2 separate regions of the Zea mays genome follow, and region 2 is linked to region 1. A link is a contact called in public Hi-C data. All regions are on one chromosome and are shown on one strand. Each heading gives the region's core, a stretch centred on a gene start, on an enhancer-like site or on the middle of the called end of the contact. The rest is flanking DNA. Distances are from core to core; before and after follow the strand shown.

Region 1 (6,869 bases), core at 1,896-4,395:
AATGCAACCAGTGAATGTCTTTGTGAGCGTTAGACCCTGATGGTCATTTTACTTGTTGATCTGAAGTCAACTAATGGCTCCAAACGACGAATGGAATTCATGAGCCCCTGAAGGACCCTTATGGATAAAATAGTGTTGTGCATGTTAGTCTAAATCTTAATGATCGACTGTGCATTTGGTAATAATAACAATAAGTTTGCAGAATTGTAAACACGAAGCAACTTGTTATTGCGTGTCTTGCTAGATGTTGAGACTAACCCTTCATGTTGAAGGAAAAATATGTAGTATTCATGCCACTACATTAATCTAAGTCTAAAGCTCACTGGCATCACTGCATAAAACTCCGATCTATAATGTGCGTAAGATTTCTCAAATAAATCACCACGATAGCATACATTGGCCACAACTGGATGATTGTGGTTGGAGATTTTATCTGTATGCTTTTAGAACATCTCGGCATTAGGGGGAGGAATGCCCATATAATGTAATGCCTCAAAATGTTCTATTAAACGCACAAAAGCCAAACTGAACCTGTCGTTCGGTGTGTACTCCTGTGTATATGGAGTTTGCCAGAAATCATTAAGGAGTAACCATATTGGTCTAAATGCTTCTACCTGATATAGATGTGGACATACTCGGGATTAATATCATATCCACATTTGACTTATTAGCATTTGATCTATTCTTGGGGACGCCTGCGAATATGATCCATCAGCCTTAGTCAAAGCATATGTTCTAATTGCAGATTCACGTGGTCTGTGATAACTCTCCTCCGATTAATTCACCCTGATGGTGATTTGCCTCACGAAGAGGTTCATCTTGATGATGAAATTCCTAGCAATGCGCGCAATATCATTGTGCTGGGAATATAGGACAATGAATCTTTCGTTTTGGGAAATGACGGAGATCATTATTAAATGTGGGAGACAAATATGTCGACACCTATCTTGCCCTCTAGATTGCAAATGGATCCAAAACAAAGTCCTAGGCATGAGTGCTTTAAGCTCTCTTATCGGGTCATTGATAAATGCAATCGAGGCTGAACCAATAATCGCAAAATGAAAGTCACGAGCTTGAAGTTCGAACATTTATAGGCACTATTGAAATAATGCGTGGTGAATGTGATGGTTCAAGTGGTCTTGTGAGAGACTCATCCCACATATGTGTTGAATAAACATTGTTCTGCTATGTAATATATTTGGCAAATGGCATGAATTAAATTATGCAGTTAATAGGATTCTGAAGATCCGTCATGAGATCCTAGGAGGACCCATATCTTTGAATTATAAATATGCAACATATAAATCTCATACCGAATAATACATTCCTGACGAATGAACACTCTCCTATGTAAAGAGAATATCTCCTAGATGAGATTATAGTTCCTTGATGGAACTTTTCCAGAAGAAATAAAGTCTGTGTTAAACACCAAAGTTTGATAATCCCTATAAAGGGATAAAGACCCATATAGACTCGAAAAGGAATAAGATGAGGTACCAAAGGACTTGAAGTTCACCGAATTAGCACATGTGCATTCCATGAGTTTTACTCATGGTAATTTCCACTATATGTGGAATTACGGTATCCTCTAAAGCCACGATAGCAGAAACCTATAAGGTTTAGGTGTTACTGGCAAAATATCCCCATTGTGCCAGAATGACAGACTATAACGATATATTTGATCGATGAAAAATCCCTGATGGATTACGATCTTTGATGGACTTTCGTTACACCATCATAGATGTTGCAAAGGATGAACGCCCGGAGCCATGTGTCATATTTAGAATATGTACTATTGTAACTAGATTATCCCCTAAGTCCTATTGAAGGACACGTTATTTGCTTTGCACAACTATGTATAAATTGTGGTGTAAGATAGAAAATAATAGCACCCCAACCTCATCCATTCTCGTTATTCCATATGAACAATGAGACATATATTTTGAAGAATATGCTTGAGTTACGAGAGATAACGACTTTGACAGATATCATCGTCAAGGGGAGCGAATGCTTATATTGATCACAATCGTGAGACAATAAATGTCATATTCTATGCCCTGAAGGCGTGAGCTTGATGATTAATATGTGAACCTTTATGGAACTTTCTATCAAATATATAGATCCAGTCGATCGAACACCATCAGTCAAAGTGGCTTATTTATATTGATACATGCACTTACCTCGTATATCCTAGAAGTGAGTAGGGGTAAAGTTCCTGAAATAGTCCTTGCAAGGATATGCAATCCGTTTGCTAAATCTTTGTGTGCATATACTTCCAGAAGAAGATGTTTTGCTTTATTGATACGGTTTTGCAAGGATCATGGGGAGCACATTCCTAAAGTTAGCCCTTGTAGAAGATTCGATAGAATCTAGATCCCAGAGGATCGAAATTTGTCCCGATGACAGCTGTTGTACTCTTTTTCCCTTGGTGAGTTTTCTTGAAGTTTCTCACATGAGGTTTTTAACGAGGCAACAAAGTGCAAATGCAATTTGTATCACCATGCACTCTTTCTCCACATTTTTCCACTGGGTTTTTCGGAGTTTTAACGAGGCATGTGTTGGTTGCGGTATTCGCCCAATGGGGAGGGTTAAGTAACCTTAGTTAGGGTTATGTGGGCAAATACCTGCTTTGCCACTGAGAGGTCTCACATCTCTATATAAGGAACCTGTACACCCCCTCATAATACATAGATCAGAAAGAGGCCAGAGGCTCAACCCTATATTCTGTGTTTCGTGTGTTTCCTCTGTCGTGCTTATAGAAAGGGAGACATGTTCTCTACAGCTTCTTGCGTCTCTACTGCTGACGGGAGGGAAGAGAGCGGATCTGGTGATTCGTGATAACGTAGTTCTTAACAATTTTAGCTAGTTCGTGGTCCATGATGTGGCTAGGCACCATACTACCTGCCTATTAGACCCACAAAAAATGATATGCTGAGTGTTTTCGCACGGGCCAACTTTTGTGATTGGGCTGCAAAATTGTGAGCCTTTTTACATTTTTGTTTGTTTGTAAAACCCAGCGTGGGCAGCGGCGCAATCCGCCTCGAGAACCGACTGATCTCAAGTTCTGTCAATGCGGTTGGTGGGCGAAAAGGACCCGCGCATCCTCCACCAACTCTTGCGGTACACCCAGACCCAACGCACCCACCGAACCACAAACCAGCCAATCGAGGCGTACGTGGCCACATGTCAGAGAAATCATGTAGCATCACCTGCGTACGAGCAGCGGGCAAGGATCTCGTTACGCCCGCAAGCCCACCAACCCCCGCGGAACACGAGGAGGGTGACAGGTGGGCCATCCGGGGTTCGGGCGAGCCCAACTAAAACCCCGCACCAATCCCCACTTCAGTACTTCACACCCAGCGCACTCGAGCTCGAGCCCTCGCCCTCTCCTCAAACACAAGCCTCAGATCTCAGTCACCTGCGCCGCCGCTTCGTTCGTGTGGAGGGGAGAAGAGAGGAAATGGCGGCGACCGAGGGCGTGCTCCTGGGGATGGGCAACCCCCTCCTCGACATCTCCGCCGTCGTCGATGACGCCTTCCTGACAAAGTAAGCGGTCGTACCCTCGCCCTCTCGTGTCTGATCTGTTTATAGGAATTGAGTTACTCCTAGTCGTAGTGTTTTGGTTGCTTTCGGTGGTTTTGCTATGTAGTCTCATCAGATCCGTGACGGAAACGCCGTTTTGCCTGTAGGCTGTAGCTTAATCTTAGATGCATGCACGTACAGCGAAAGGCAGACATCTGCATGGGGTTCCGGAGTACCGGACACTGGTCCGAAATTGTTTAATTGACGAAATACCATAGCGATCCGCAGGCGTTGTCGCCGCGCTTCAGTTCATTGATGCATAGCTATCACTGTTTCCCGTCCAATTTATGCTTTAACATTCTAGATCTCCAATTTTTGCGGGGTCTACAGGCGGTGGCCTCAATGCCATGCCATGATGCTTGATTATTACTACTCGTATAATAGTTGGGTGTTGTAATAATGATGTGATACTAACATACTTCTCTCACCCCTGTTTTAGGTATGACATCAAGCTGAACAATGCTATTCTCGCTGAGGAGAAGCACTTGCCTATGTAAGTATATGTATCACTGATGCTACTTTATATGTCATTATTTTTTCATGTATTTTTTGTTGCTGAACTTTGAGTTGTTGTCTATTTAAATTTACTGAGAAGACATATTTGCATTCCAATACTGTGTCTTGTTGCATGCTGTTTATCTAATAATAAGGTGTGTTTTTTTGACAGGTATGACGAGTTGGCTAGCAAGAGCAATGTTGAATATATTGCCGGAGGTAATGTTTCTTATAACATGTTTATGCAGTATTGCAGTCCATGAATTGTTACAACTTGGTGACTCCTCTGATGGTTTGTATCTTCATTCTTTTTATTCTTATCACAGGAGCCACCCAGAACTCTATCAGGGTTGCCCAAGTAAGCTCTCAGGCCTCGTTTGGAGACAGTATTTCTGGACTACCGGATAAATACTACACTTTTGCAAAATACTCTGGTTTTCAAAAGCTTCTGGGTGTTTGGATACAAGTGGCTTTGTGTTTTCTAAAGCCATAGTTTTGTTAAAGCTGTAGTCTTTTTCGAGTTCTAGAAACTCCTTTCTTGACCTCTTTTGTCTAAAACATGGTTTTTTGTATGTCTTTGGATTATAAAACCACGGTTTCATGATGCCACAGTTTTCTAAAACTACATCATCCAATCAGCCTTTATAATATACTAAAATGCGAACAACCAAAACTGTACAACAACAACAACAACAACAACAACAACAACAACAACAACAACAACAACAAAGCCTTTTGTCCCAAGCACGTTGGGGTAGGCTAGAGATGAAACCCCGTATGAAAACCTCAGAGCTCAACCCCAAAGAAAACAGGGGAAACAAAGTCAAAGGAGAACCGGAAACGACGAAACGAGGGAACACATAAAAGAGATAAAACCCACAAGAACCAGCAAGGTCTAAATGGGCACAAGAAAAGGTCAAATGATTAAGGAGGAAAAGCGGAACTATAAATCAAGGTTCTGGCACGTGAATTGCACACTTCCACCCCTTCCTATCCACGGCGAGCTCTTTATCAATATTCCACTCCTTCAGGTCCCTCTTCACTGCCTCTGTAGTTACATCAATTTGTTGATGACATGTCATTGTTTTCAGTGGATGCTTCAAACTCCTGGTGCAACAAGTTACATGGGATGCATTGGAAAGGACAAGTTTGGTGAGGAAATGAAGAAAAACGCTCAAGCTGCAGGAGTTACTGTTAGTTTTTAATCTCATTGTCTTCATGTTACTTTAGACAGTTTTGTTGCAATTTATTGGTTAATTCACTCATATGGCCTTGATGTCGTCGCATACTCAGGCTCATTACTACGAGGATGAGACTGCTCCTACTGGCACATGTGCTGTATGTGTTGTTGGTGGTGAAAGGTTTGTTGTCTAAATACCAGTTTTGTTTTATAACATCTGCTGTCAGTGTTGTTTTTACATTGTGTTCACTGTTTAGTGACTATTAAATAGGTCTTTTGCATGTGATAATGTGTTTTCATGTCATTCTATATGCTCTTTGATTCTCTGTAAGCTCAGTGCTCAAGTTGCTAAGGATCATCTTTGATTTCATCATCACTAGCATGTGTAGGTTGAGGTTTACAATTTTGCCTCTGGAACAATTTTGGCACGGTAATTGCATTCTCTATCTTTGGAGATAATGCTAAACAAGTTGGTAACTACTTCCTGTGTTGTTTTCTCTTGTTAATTCTATCGCTACTTACCACGTCAAAACTAGATCAGGCACTGTACCTTTTCTTGCTGTTTTGCTGTCCCTTGCCAAGTTGCCATGACATACTCGAATGCATAAATTTTCAGGAAAGTGTTGGACTCTGTTCCATACTTCTTCCCAAAAGCATTTCCCAACTTTAATATTAAATTCTTGTAGTTAGGACTGACCTGATGCAGTGGTGAGAGCTGTCCCACTGAGTCAATAGGTCGCGAGTTCGAAGCAGTCTCTCTGCATTTTTGGGGGGAGTCTTGTGTTGGTTAATCCATTCCAAGGCCCCATTTATGTGGAAGCTGTTGTCGTTTGGATCGTTTGGGGTTTGCCATGGGAAGTCGGAGCTGCTGGCTGCTTTGTAGTTATGCTTGGCAACGATGACTCATGGCAGTGTGTGCTCTTCCACGTCACGTTGGTGGGTTTGCCCTTCGTGTGTCCAATGTTGGCTCCACGTTGGGCTTTGGTACCTTCTTGTACATATTTCTATTTTGTCTTAATTGAGCGACAGAGCTCCTGCCTTTACTTCAAAAAAAGACCCCACTTATGTGGAAGCCTTTGGTACTGAATCTGTCCTTTTTTAGTTAGATAAAATTCTGTCCTATCATCTGTTTTGTGTCAGTGAATTCACGTTTTTTTGCATCATGCCATTTCACAAAAAATTCTGATTGCCAACAATTTCTTCTGCAATGATCAGTTATTTCCTTCTGTAACCAGGTCATTGATTGCAAATCTGTCAGCGGCAAACTGTTACAAATCTGAGCATCTAAAGAGACCAGAGAACTGGGCACTAGGTATAATATATCTTTTGAGCACTTGTTTTGTTTTTGCTAAACCACTCTTTTTAGTTTGCTGGGAGGATTTATGTATGTTTAGTTTGAAGTTCTAAAGTTTCTCAATACTGCACAATCTTTCATAACAACACACACTACTTTGGAGTACTCTAGCAATGGCACAGCTACTTTACTTTTATCTGTTTTCTGTGGACTTGTGGAGAAGATGGTAGATGGTTTGTACTGTATTTTTGAGTTGCACCAAGAAATGAATCATTACAATTTTTTGTTGGGTGAAATAATCTGCATAAACACTTAAAC
Region 2 (6,607 bases), core at 3,555-6,054, 210 kb before region 1:
TCAACGCCAACGTCACGCCGTGCCTGCCGCTGCGCGGCACGGTCACCGCGTCCGGCGACCTCGTGCCGCTCTCCTACATTGCCGGCCTCGTCACCGGGCGTGAGAACTCTGTTGCGGTCGCTCCTGACGGCAGCAAGGTGAACGCCGCCGAGGCATTCAAGATTGCCGGAATCCAGGGCGGCTTCTTCGAGCTGCAGCCCAAGGAGGGTCTTGCGATGGTGAACGGCACGGCCGTGGGCTCTGGCCTCGCCTCCACTGTGCTCTTCGAGGCTAACATCCTTGCCATCCTCGCCGAGGTCCTATCCGCCGTGTTCTGTGAGGTCATGAACGGCAAGCCGGAGTACACCGACCACCTGACCCACAAGCTCAAGCACCACCCGGGACAGATCGAGGCTGCTGCCATCATGGAGCACATCTTGGAGGGCAGCTCTTACATGAAGCTTGCCAAGAAGCTCGGCGAGCTCGACCCCTTGATGAAGCCCAAGCAGGACCGGTACGCGCTCCGCACGTCGCCGCAGTGGCTTGGCCCACAGATTGAGGTTATCCGCGCCGCCACCAAGTCCATTGAGCGCGAGATCAACTCCGTCAACGACAACCCGCTCATCGATGTCGCCCGAAGCAAGGCTCTTCACGGTGGCAACTTCCAGGGCACGCCCATCGGGGTGTCCATGGACAACACCCGTCTCGCCATCGCAGCCATCGGCAAGCTCATGTTTGCGCAGTTCTCTGAGCTCGTCAACGACTACTACAACAACGGCTTGCCCTCCAACCTGTCCGGTGGGCGTAACCCCAGCTTGGACTACGGTTTTAAGGGCGCCGAGATCGCCATGGCGTCCTACTGCTCCGAGCTGCAGTTCCTGGGGAACTCGGTCACCAACCACGTGCAGAGCGCGGAGCAGCACAACCAGGACGTCAACTCGCTGGGACTCATCTCCTCCAGGAAGACTGCTGAGGCCATCGAGATCCTGAAGATCATGTCCTCGACGTTCCTGATCGCCCTGTGCCAGGCCGTGGACCTGCGCCACATCGAGGAGAACGTCAAGAGCGCCGTCAAGAGCTGCGTGATGACGGTGGCGAAGAAGACTCTGAGCACCGACTCCACCGGTGGCCTCCACGTCGCCCGCTTCTGCGAGAAGGACCTGCTCCAGGAGATCGAGCGCGAGGCGGTGTTCGCGTATGCCGACGACCCCTGCAGCGCTAACTACCCGCTGATGAAGAAGCTTCGCAACGTGCTCGTGGAGCGCGCCCTCGCCAACGGCGCTGCTGAGTTCAACGCGGAGACATCCGTGTTCGCCAAGGTCGCCCAGTTCGAGGAGGACCTGCGCGCGGCGCTGCCCAAGGCGGTTGAGGCTGCACGGGCGGCTGTCGAGAACGGCACGGCAGCGATACCGAACAGAATCACCGACTGCCGCTCCTACCCGCTCTACCGCTTCGTGCGCGAGGAGCTCGGAGCCGTGTACCTCACCGGCGAGAAGACGCGCTCTCCCGGCGAGGAGCTGAACAAGGTGCTCGTTGCCATCAACCAGGGCAAGCACATCGATCCGCTGCTCGAGTGCCTTAAGGAGTGGAACGGCGAGCCCCTGCCCATCTGCTGAACAGAGAGACGGAATGACGGATAGGAAGAAGACTGTTGTGTTCATTGTTCAATAGTTCGAAATCATTTTTTTTTTCTTCCTTTAGTTTTGCGTGGCGGGTAGCAAAGGCTAATGACTGTTTATCTGGTCATACTCTACTTATGAAACATTATATTTTCAAGAAATATATATTCCATTCTTGTTATTATTTTGTTTTAGCAGCGAAATTGGAAAATATTTCATTGCTTGAGAAAAGGCGCGGGGTAGGAACGGCAGTCCCTTTTGCATCCTCCAAACCTCTTCTCCTAAACATGGCTCCGATTTGATAATCATGATCCATTTGTCTGTTCAGTTTCACCGCCGAAAATATTTTTTAGGCATGTTTGGAAGTAAAGTATTTCAAAACCATAGTTATACAATACCACGGTTTTAAAATGTTACGACACAACTGCAATATTTTTTACATTACTCTAACTAATATGTGTCTGGAGACAAAGTATCTCAAATTATAGTATTTCGTATACATTTGCCAGGCTAGTCATAGAAAAAAATGAGTTTTAAATACTGATATAATGTTATGTTTGAACTCAGTAACTATGTAATGTTATGAATAGTGATGTACTTATGTTTGACTGATAGAATTAGAAGTAGAATTTTTATTATTAATTATCGTGATATAATGTTATTCATTTGTAGCTTGCTTGTATAGAACATAATATATGTGGCTAACCAGATGTTCATTTTTTGGTTTAAACTGAAAACCAAACACCGAACTATTCGGTTTTTTTTGTTTTCGCGACACAATGGTCGGTTGGGAGTTTTTAAAATTCAAAGTTTATAAAACTGAAGAAAATTAAACCGAACGTTCGGTTTAAATCGAATGTCCATACCTACAAGTGATACATGTTCACACTAGTGCTAGATAACCTTGCTTGTAAAGGGCAAGGACTCTTGTGACCAAGGCTACGGATGAATGTTCTCTTGTCCAATGTAGTAGCCAAGGCCCCATTGTCTATTGTCTATAAGAAAGATGCGCTTTTCAAGATTTAAGGTGTCTTTGGTTGTATTTTGAGCTGCTTTTGCTTTTAAAAAGTCGAAAGCCAACCAAAGGAGTATGAACTAAAGATGTATAAAGTAGAAGCTACTTTTTCAGAACTAGTTATTTTAGATAATACTACCTCCGTTCTCGAATAGTTATCGTCTGCTAGTTCATTTTTAAACTAAAACGTGATAAATAAAAAAGAACGGAGGGAGTACCTTTTTGAGAGCAACTTAACCTTTGACCTTTTTTTCAAATATAAAAAAATATAGAGTTGTTTCACCTCAAGGGCGATACTAAAGGTTACTATTGGATCCACCAATAGTAAAGGTTACTATTGGATCCACCAACTAGAGCTAAAGGTTCCTTCTAGGCCAATCTACGACACTAGCCATTAGACCCTGGACTAAAGAGAGGATTAGTCTCGATGCAACTGATGACTAAATCCTAAAACTAAAGCTTGATTCTCTACTAGTGTCCAATAAAAGATTTAAGTGGTAAATACGGAGTATTACGTAGACCAAGAGACCTACTTGCTTAACCGTCGTTGCCGTATTCCTATGCTCAAGCTCAATTTTTTTAAAAAAAATATATATATTTACCCTTACATAGTCCACGCATGAAACGAACCACGCGGAAACCATGCGTCAGTTGACAGGCCACCAAGAGCTGGACGAGAGTTAAAAACCTTGACCGTAAACAGCCCGATCCAATTATTTGGAAATGCCACTGAAACGTAAAAGAAAAGGACAACCTGTAGCATGCATTCGTTTCAAGGGGAAAATAATCTGTAGCATGCACATGGTCACCCTTTGTGTCTTCCCTCTCAAAGAATAGTCGCCGCCCACTACGAAGTATGCTCTACCCACCGCGTGTGACAGTAGTGCTGCTACCACCCGCTTTGAAAAAATCGGAAAAGAGTAGCGGTTCGTGCATTAGATGGATGTTGCCTAGGAGCACCTGCTCTCCACCGTTTTTTTTTTTTTTGAAAGAAATGGAAATACAATACTTCATTCGTCCAAAATTAAAGGCTGAAGCGTGGAATCTTCGCGGTACGCTTATCTGAACTTGGGATCGTCAATGAGTGTTTATCACATCAAATTTTAATGATCACAATTTGGTTGGCCACTGCTGTTTGTGAAAGTTCCACATATTGCTGCGCCAGATCCGGAGCGCCTTTCTTTCCTTGGAAGTTCGTTCTGCAGGTGCAGAATCCGGACAGAAATCGCAACAGAACACCTCTACTACTGCTATACATCCTATAGGCCACAGCTGAGACGGACTCGTGAGTCATGAGTGCTGATGTGACGAAGCCCCCCGTTTGTTTCGGCTTTTCGCAGCTTCTAGCCACCAAAAGCTGCTGCGGACTGCCAAACACTCAGCTTTTCAGTCAGTTTCTATAAAATTTGTTTGGGTAAAAACCATTCAAAATCAACATAAACATATAATCGGTTGAGTCGTCGCAATAGTAGGAATCCGTCACTTTATAGATCCTGAGCCCCATAGACAACTTTATCTTCCTCTGCACGTAGTCATAATGATACTCAAATTCTCTACACAGCCAGATTCTCACCACAGCTATATTCTCGAAAAAGCTGGTCAGAAAAAGCTGAACCAAACAGGCCCGAAGTGGACTCGTCATTTCGAGCCATTTCCTGTGACATTTCGCACGCCTGCAGTTGCAGCATCTCCAATCTCCAAGTGGTTGCGTTGCGTTGCGTGTGTGTAAGGTCCGGGCGGGCGACGGACCGGACCAACTCGACACTGACGGAGGGAGGACTAGGCAGTAGCTCGCGTCCACACACACGGGGGCTCCCCTACCAACCCCGTCGCACTCAGCCAGTGACCAGACCACCCACCTTGGGGCGCAACCGCATCTGGTGTGGTGCGCCCGTCGTCCGGCGCCGGGTCAGTGTCTCCTATCACCAGGCGGACGGCAGGCAGGAGGCCACGGCCGCGCAACGCAAGCTGCCGCGCTGGCCACTGGCGTGGCGCGCATCGGCACATGGTTGGCCGGCCCATCCAAGGGCGAGGGAGGCGTCGCGGAGTCAGCTCAGCCCGCCAACAACCTACCCACCCCGATTGCCATGCCATGCCAGTCTCTGGCCCCCAACAACCTCCCTCTCCCACCGGTGGCCACGCTATTTAAGCCCGTGCTCCCCCCCACCGTTCTCCTCAGGAAGAGCCTAGCTAGCTTTCCCCAGCTCTTCTTCCACAGCACTGTCTGTCTGTCTGTCTCGCAATTAGCTGTACTAATCCGCTAGTGGCACTGCTGCTACTCTCGTGTACTCCCAGCTATCTCCTCTCTATACTCTTGTACGTACGCACGTGTCGCAACCGCAATGGAGTGCGAGACCGGGCTTGTCCGCTCCCTGAACGGCGAGGGCCTGTGCATGTCGGCGGCGGCGGCGGCGCCGCGCGCCGACGCCCTGAACTGGGGCAAGGCCGCGGAGGACCTGTCCGGGAGCCACCTGGACGAGGTGAAGCGGATGGTGGTGGAGTTCCGCGAGCCGCTGGTGAGGATCCAGGGCGCCAGCCTGAGCATCGGGCAGGTGGCCGCCGTGGCCGCGGGCGCCGGCGGCGAGGCCCGCGTGGAGCTGGACGAGTCCGCCCGCGGCCGCGTCAAGGCCAGCAGCGACTGGGTCATGAGCAGCATGATGAACGGCACCGACAGCTACGGCGTCACCACCGGCTTCGGCGCCACGTCGCACAGGAGGACCAAGGAGGGCGGCGCGCTCCAGAGGGAGCTCATCAGGTGAGAAGATTGGGACTGACTTCGCTTCATTTCTTTTCTTTTATTTTTTTTCCCACAGCAGCTAGTTGTTTACTGCACGGGATCCCATCAGTTACTGAAGCAAACAAATGTTCAGTTTTTTTTTGGGCGCGGTGTTAGCTAGGTCGTTGTTGGCTTGGCAATACACGTTAACTACCTCAAACTTTTTATCCATGCTGGTGCACATCATTCGTGCTTACAACCTGTACAAGTATAATACTGCACTATACTGGTATCCAAATTAAAACAGTGTTGCCGCACAAATGGAAAAAGAAGAAAAAAAAGACACATCCAGGCTGTGGCCTGTGGCTGTTCATCCCACATGCAAACCCCAGTCGGATGCACCGAACCTGCCCTCTACAACGGTGCACGCGTACACCCACGCTCCGCCCAGAATTAGGTGTCACTGGCCACCGCTCGGCGGGCCACCCCTGTCCCACCGACCATACCAGCATAGTTGGGCAAGAGAGAAAGCAGGTGCGGAAGAAGAGGAAACCCCGTGCTTTCTGGGGCGTCGGCGTCGGCGTCGGCGTCGGCGTCCGGGACCGGTAGCTCGCTCACCGCTTCGATGTGAGCCGTTTCGGTTACGTACTCCACTAGTACTGGACGGACCGATACAGGTGGCCGCCCAACGGGGGTTCGCTGCCGCCGCCGCCGCCCGCGCGTTGCTCGAGCTCACGTTGCACGCGTTGCTCGTGCACAGGCTGCAACCGCGCCCGTCAGTCATAGAAACATGGGCAACCTTCGGCGCTGCGCTGTAATACGTTCTCTTTTTTTTTACCACAGCCCAGACCCAGCAACACGATTGCATTTTTCAGACTTTGTCTCGCCGCCTTATCCTACTTACCGAGTTAAAAAAAAGGCTCAACAGTACGTTTCAGAAAACTGGTTCTTCCTCATAGGAGTAATAAAGAACGCGTGCCAGCGATGAAACAACCATGGCGCAACAAACAATTAAGAGAGTGAGAGTAAGCAGTCAACTACTCATAGCATGTGGAATTATTTCCATTCATCAAAGTTCCTAACTGCCCCATATCCGGGAAGCTTCTTACCCACCAAAGCTGGCAAAATGAAGCAAAAGAATAATTTACTTGCACCGACAAGATATCTCTCTGTCCATGTGTGCGAATCCATTATTTTGTTCGCTGTTACTCGGTCTATCACGGCGAAGCATAAACTAAGCTTTAAGCGTTACTCTAATACAAAGTGGAATACAAACAT

Evidence for each region. Hi-C and Micro-C count contacts between places; a contact is called where the count stands out from the background.
Region 2: a contact with region 1 is called in a Hi-C map of tassel, with 2.0 times the contacts expected there. The contact joins the promoter of LOC100273579 here to the promoter of LOC541999 in region 1. A contact is called at or near these places in 3 of 25 Hi-C or Micro-C datasets (ear, leaf and tassel).

The regions. Positions count from the first base shown.
Region 1 is chr5:190,279,287-190,286,155 of Zm-B73-REFERENCE-NAM-5.0, reverse strand. It overlaps LOC541999, which reads left to right and starts at 3,145. Exons shown (of 13, transcript NM_001351770.1): 1 at 3,145-3,546; 2 at 4,022-4,075; 3 at 4,250-4,296; 4 at 4,404-4,435; 5 at 5,169-5,270; 6 at 5,371-5,438; 7 at 6,493-6,569. The coding sequence starts at 3,461.
Region 2 is chr5:190,491,545-190,498,151 of Zm-B73-REFERENCE-NAM-5.0, reverse strand. LOC100273579 (phenylalanine ammonia lyase9) reads left to right here and starts at 4,804. Exons shown (of 2, transcript NM_001147997.2): 1 at 4,804-5,368. The coding sequence starts at 4,956. LOC103627433 (phenylalanine ammonia-lyase) reads left to right here. Exons shown (of 1, transcript XM_008647730.4): 1 at 1-1,782. The coding sequence ends at 1,595.